2 separate regions of the Ovis aries genome follow, and region 2 is linked to region 1. A link is a contact called in public Hi-C data. All regions are on one chromosome and are shown on one strand. Each heading gives the region's core, a stretch centred on a gene start, on an enhancer-like site or on the middle of the called end of the contact. The rest is flanking DNA. Distances are from core to core; before and after follow the strand shown.

The links. Hi-C and Micro-C count contacts between places; a contact is called where the count stands out from the background.
Region 2: a contact with region 1 is called in a Hi-C map of blood, with 1.8 times the contacts expected there. The contact joins two enhancer-like sites. A contact is called at or near these places in 3 of 16 Hi-C or Micro-C datasets (blood and omental adipose tissue).

Annotation. Positions count from the first base shown.
Region 1 is chr1:97,514,421-97,517,303 of ARS-UI_Ramb_v3.0, forward strand. No RefSeq gene overlaps it. Among named protein-coding and RNA genes, the nearest start is that of NOTCH2, 13 kb to the left of the region's middle. Within about 2 kb of position 1,506, at least 2 of the 54 cell types and tissues checked have an H3K27ac peak or open chromatin away from gene starts, as enhancers often do.
Region 2 is chr1:97,557,851-97,560,733 of ARS-UI_Ramb_v3.0, forward strand. No RefSeq gene overlaps it. Among named protein-coding and RNA genes, the nearest start is that of SEC22B, 29 kb to the right of the region's middle. Within about 2 kb of position 1,416, at least 7 of the 54 cell types and tissues checked have an H3K27ac peak or open chromatin away from gene starts, as enhancers often do.

The DNA of each region.
Region 1 (2,883 bases), core at 256-2,755:
GTATTTCTCTCCCATTGTTTCCTCATCTGTGAAGTAAAAGAACAGCACATGTGAATCAAACTAGGGTTGTTGTAGGGGCTTCCCAGGTGGCATTAGTGGTAAAGAATCCACCTACCAATGCAGGAGACTCAAGAGATGAGGGTTCCATCCCTGTGTTGGGAAGATCCCCTGAGGAGGAAATGTTAACCCGCTCCAGTATTCTTGCCTGGGAAATCCCATGGACAGAGGCGTCTGGCAGGCTATAGTCCATGGGGCTGCAGAGAGTCAGACACTACTGAATGACTGAGCGCTCTTCCACACAGGATTGCTGTGAGAATTCAATAAATCAGTGCACATGAGGGTTTAGAACTGGGCCAAGGGAATGGAAAATACTCAGTAGATATTTATTGTTATTCTTAACCCTTATCACAGCCCCACAACTTGAGGAACATCACCTCCATTTTAAACGCATGGAAGCAAATATTCAGGAAAATCAGCTCCAGAATCGCACAGCTGCTAAGTCACTTGGCTGACCAGAAGAGGAATCATGACTCAGACTCCAAGCCTGAAGGGTTTTTCATTAAAGCCCAGGCCTGAGTAGAAGACAGGTTAAACCTGGGAGGGAGAAAGAATGCTCTTTCAGGGATAAAAATTAGAACTTGTCCACTTGGTTTGTTCTGTTTGCATGTAGTAATGGAAAGACCCACCAACTAGGCAGTGCAAAAACAGCTTTCAGCACTGCCTAGCTGTGAGAACTTGGGGCAAATCTATCAAACATCCTGAAGCTGTTTACTCATCTGCAAAATGGACACAAAAACACCTGCTCTGAGATCTTCACGGGCGGTGGTCAGAGTGATGTGAGAAAGAGCCTGCAGCAGAGCGCTGTGAAACTGTCAAGTGCTTGACAGCTGTGGGCCGGTGTCTCTAAGGCTTTGTCTTTCCTGGGTCACGTCTGGCAGCTCTGCTAAAGTGAGCTCTGCAGGGAGCCCCCACTGCAGTCACTGGGCCTCGGCTGGAAGCCCTGTGGGTGCCCCACTGGCGGGCAGAGATTGGGCCCTTGTCCGCCTGGTTTCAGGGTGGGCAATCTGGGAGGTGACCTCAGTGTGGACGCAGCAGCTGCTGCTTATCTGTAGTCAGTCAGCGACCCGGACAGATGAGGTGTCCGTGGCGACCTTCCTGCCTCAGTGAGTGTGGGAACTCGGGGCTTCCCAGGGCCCAGGGGTGGGAATGTAAACGAAATGGCCCCCGCTGGAGACCAGGCTCGTGTCCTCCCTCCTCTGCCCTAACCCAGGAGGAGGCAGGAGAGATCGTGGAGTCTCCTCCACGAGGGTGCAGAGGGAAAAAGCTGGGGCTCTGGGATGCCAGGGTTGCTCCACCTCTTGGCACCATCCTGATGCCCCCAGACCCCAGAGGGGGATGCTTCCTGCCAAAAGTCCCACCACCACTACTGTTTGCTGTCAACAGGCAGGGTCAGAAATATAGCACCCCAGTGGAAACTCCTTCCCTCCCTCTTCCCCTTCGTGTTCTGTAGTCAGTCATCTGTGGAGAGCAGGCATCCTGATTCTTTCTAGCAAAAGGCAACCAACAAGAGGCTGAGAAATGGTTCCTTCTCAGCCCCCTTTCAACTGTCTGTAGAAGCTGTGGCCTAAGATGGGCTCTTCCCTGTGTGTGTTACTCTTGACTTTGCTTCACTTCTCCATGCCTTTCCTGTGTGTTGGAGTCCTCCTTCAATTCCTTCTAGTTGCCTGCTAGACATTGCCTCACACCTCCAGCAGCACTACCCAGAGCAGATCTGTGGCAAAATGGTAAAACATTTTAAGTTCATGCTGGCATCTTCTCACTTCTTTCTTAATCTTCTTCCTCTCCATCTTTCTATTGGCCAGCAGCTAGTCCGCATTTAACAAATGTGCCGGACGCCATAGGGGTGCTGCGGATACGCCAGCCAGCAAGTGGGATAAAGCTGATAATTTCTCATTGCTTCCATTCCAGCTGGGGAGAATATCAGACAAGTAGTCTCACAAGGGGCTTCCCCTGTAGCTCAGCAGTAAAGAATCTGCCTGCAATGCAGGAGACACAGGAGGCCTGGGTTCGATCCCTGGGTCGGGAAGCTCCCCTGGAGAAGGGAATGGCTACTCACTCCAGTTGCCTGGAGAATCCCATGGACAGAGGAGCCTGGCAGGCTATAGTCCATGGGGTTGCAAAGAGTCGGGCACCACTGAAACAGCTTAGCCCACAGCACACATACTCACACATACTCACAGCATACACGCTGTGGGGGCCTGTATGAGTAGGTGTGCAGGAAAGCTGCCACAAAGATCTGTTTGTGTTGAGCCTGGAAGCCTGGAGCACGACTCAGGTCAGGTGAAGGGGCTGGTGAGAAGAAGGAAGCAGAAGGGAAAGAGGACAAGATACATGCAGGCACTGCAGGAAGGCAGCATTTGCCAAACCAAAACTGAACAGCGCAGCCACTGTGGTACATGGCTGGTGCTCGACCGCCCCTTGAGCAGTGCTTCATCTCTAAACACTTCTGCCTACTCACCCACCATAAAACTGTCCTGCATGCTCTTCCTCTGAGGCTGGGCTTTTTTCCTCCCATGATTGCAGTGTCAACCGATAATTTCCTAAAATGGCCTTGGAGTCTGGAGACAGATTCTTAACTGAATTCCACCACTTAACCAGACAACCTGAACTTAGCCTCTCTGAGCTGTGGTTCCTCATCAGTGATATGGGCCAGCAATGTGCTACTAGAAATGTTTAATAGTGTTTACTCTGTGCCAGGCCCCAATGCTAAGTGGTTTATTGCATTTAATCCTCACAGACTTAATCCTCATGGAGTAGATAGTATTGTTTTTATCCCTTTCTACCTCTCAAAGGGGAGTCTGAATGTGACACTAATCATGGACG
Region 2 (2,883 bases), core at 166-2,665, 43 kb after region 1:
GGACTGGATCACTGTGAGACTCTGCAATTTCAAGCAGTTCCCAACCTCACCAGTGTTTAAAACCTAGATCTAGTTACTACACATTTCTCCACACTTTCCATCTCCTTCCCTAGAACTCTGGCTGCTGAACAATTAGCGTTTCCTTTTTTTAAAAAATAAAACAATAGACATTTATTTTCTTATAGTTTCAGTGGGTTTAGCTGGGGTTTTGGGGGGCTCAGGAGTTTTTTTATTTTGATGAGTTTTATCCAGATACTGACTGCAATCATTTGAAAGCTTGATTGGGGATGGAGAATTAAAGGTAGCCCAGTCACATGGCTAGCAAGCCACATGGTGCTGGCCACTGGTGGGAGGCCTCCCTTATGCTCATGTGGTCCTCTTGGCAGAGCTGCCTGAATGTCCTCATGGCATGACAGCTAACTTCCCCAGAAAGGTGAGCCCAGAGAACAAGGCAGATGCCACAGAGACTTTTACGACCTATCCTCAGAAGTTGTATATAGTTGTCTTCACTAACTGGCCACACAGTTCAGCTCTGATTCGGTGCGGGGAGACTACCTGGGGTATACACAGAGGCAAGGATCACTGAGGGTCTCCCTGGAGGCTGGCTACCACAGGGTTGCTGTTGTGGGATAGTCACTAAGTCATACGTGACTCTTTTGTGACCCCATGGACTGTAGCCTGCCAGGCTCCTCTGTTCATGGGATTTCCCAGGCAAGAGTACTGGAGTGGGTTGCCATTTCCCTCTCCATAGCGTCTCCTTTGGTAGCAAAGGCAACAAACATAAATAACCAGGGCAGGCATGGGCTAATTCATAAAGTAGGGGGAATACATCTGTGATGTTCTCTCCTCCTTCCCTTCTCTTTCTCCCGCCATCGAAGTCAGGAGAGAATCTGAAAATAGTCATTTATACCTTGACATGAATTTAAAGCTCTCTGATGGCATCTCACAAGGGCCTTGTCTTCAGCTATAAAATAAAATAGTACTGGCCAGTACTTAAGCAGCTTTTAAGGCAGGTAGGAAAGATATTTCAGGGAACATGGGAACCTACATCTGGGAATCACTCAAGTAGACAGCTCCTTTGAAACACTCATATACCAGGGCTCTTTCTGCTTATAGAGCTGGACCCTATGGACAGTTTGAGACAAATGGTCCACAGCCATTCATCTGAGGGGCTTTCCCCTAACCCCTACTTCTCTGGTGGCTATTCTGCCATCACCCACTTTCCTAGGCCAGAACTTGGTGACATCCATGTAACCCAGGAAGGCTGGATCACGGGAAGTGGAGAGCAGGCTGTGCTGATGATTTATTAAACTCTGTGGCTTCTTACTCCTCCACAAGACTCCCCATCAGAGGGTGCGGCTTGGGTCATGCTGGGCACTCAGCAGCTTTGTGGTGGGTATCGGTTTGTGCTTCCTCTCCCTTGCTTTCGATTCAGTGCTTTCCTGTTGCAGTCTGAGCAGTTCTATTTAACCACAGCCCCACAGCAGCTACCACTGCATGCAAACTGGATCCAACGAAGGGCAAGTGTAGGCTAACCAGAGGGGAAGGGCTGAGAGGTAAGACAGGAGAGCAGTAGAAGCCAACTGGAAATGAACAAAAAATTCCAAAGACAGAATGTCATGATGAATAATAATCAAGGAAACATCCCAGTAATTTAAAAAATATGTTCCAGTTTATATTCAGTTATGGTAAAAGTCAATCCTGATCTAAGTTAATTAGTTCAAATACATTTTTCATTAGAACATATCCTTGGATGGTATTTTTCAGAGAAATAAGAAATATATCAGCTGGGATAAGATTAATTTGGGTTTTAATTCGAGTTAATTTAGAATTGTGTCCAAATTCAATTATGACTGAGGAATCAGAGAAATGACAATTTGGGGGTAGAATTTAGACTAGGTATGTTTGATGTTGATGTTGACTAGGTATGGTTCTGATACAGCATTCCAGGCAAAGGAAAGAGTATTTGTGAAGGTCAAGAAGCAAGAGGAAGTGGTACGTATTTGAAACACTGGAATCCAGTGGGAGTGGAACACAGACAGCAGGTAGGCAGGTTGCCGATCATGAAGAGCTTATAAGCCACGCTAAGGAGTTGGAGCTCTAGCCTAAGGACAGTGGGAAGCAAGTAAACGATTTTAAGCAAAGGAGGTGAATTTATCAGAATTACATTTATTAAAAACTTTCTGGTGACTGGTAACAGTGATCCAAGGGGAGAAAAACTAGAGGCAAGAAACTAGCAAAGAATTGCAGAAATCCAGAGGTGATCACTTAGGCCAGATAGGGATAAAGGTGAGTGGGTAAATCCAAAGGATTAGATTTTACTGGACTTGGTTATTGACGGAAGGTGGAGGGTGAGCAAGAGTAATCAAGGATGCACCCTAGGTTTCTGGCTAGAGCATCTGGGTGGATATTGTGACACATATTTAGATGTACTCTTGCCTGGAAAATCCCATGGAGGAAGGAGCCTGGTGGGCTGCAGACCATGGGGTTACTAAGAGTCCGGCACGACTGAGCGACTTCACTTTCACTTTTCACTTTCATGCATTGGGGAAGGAAATGGCAACCCACTCCAGTGTTCTTGCCTGGAGAATCCCAGGGACAGGGGACCCTGGTGGGCTGCCGTCTGTGGGGTCTCACAGCGTCGGACATGACTGAAGTGACTTAGCAGCAGCAGTAGCAGAGGGGGAATAGTTTGAAGGGAGTGTGCTAATATGGTTTCAGGAATTTCCAGGTAGAGAGATTCTCGAAGGCAGTTGAGTCTGGAGTTAGGAGAAGTAGAGATTTGTAAGTCATTGGCATAGAGATCTCAACAAAAGCCATGAGAGGGGATGTGACTTCTCAGAGAAAGTGTAAAGGAAAGAGGCTGACATAGGATGGGTCTTA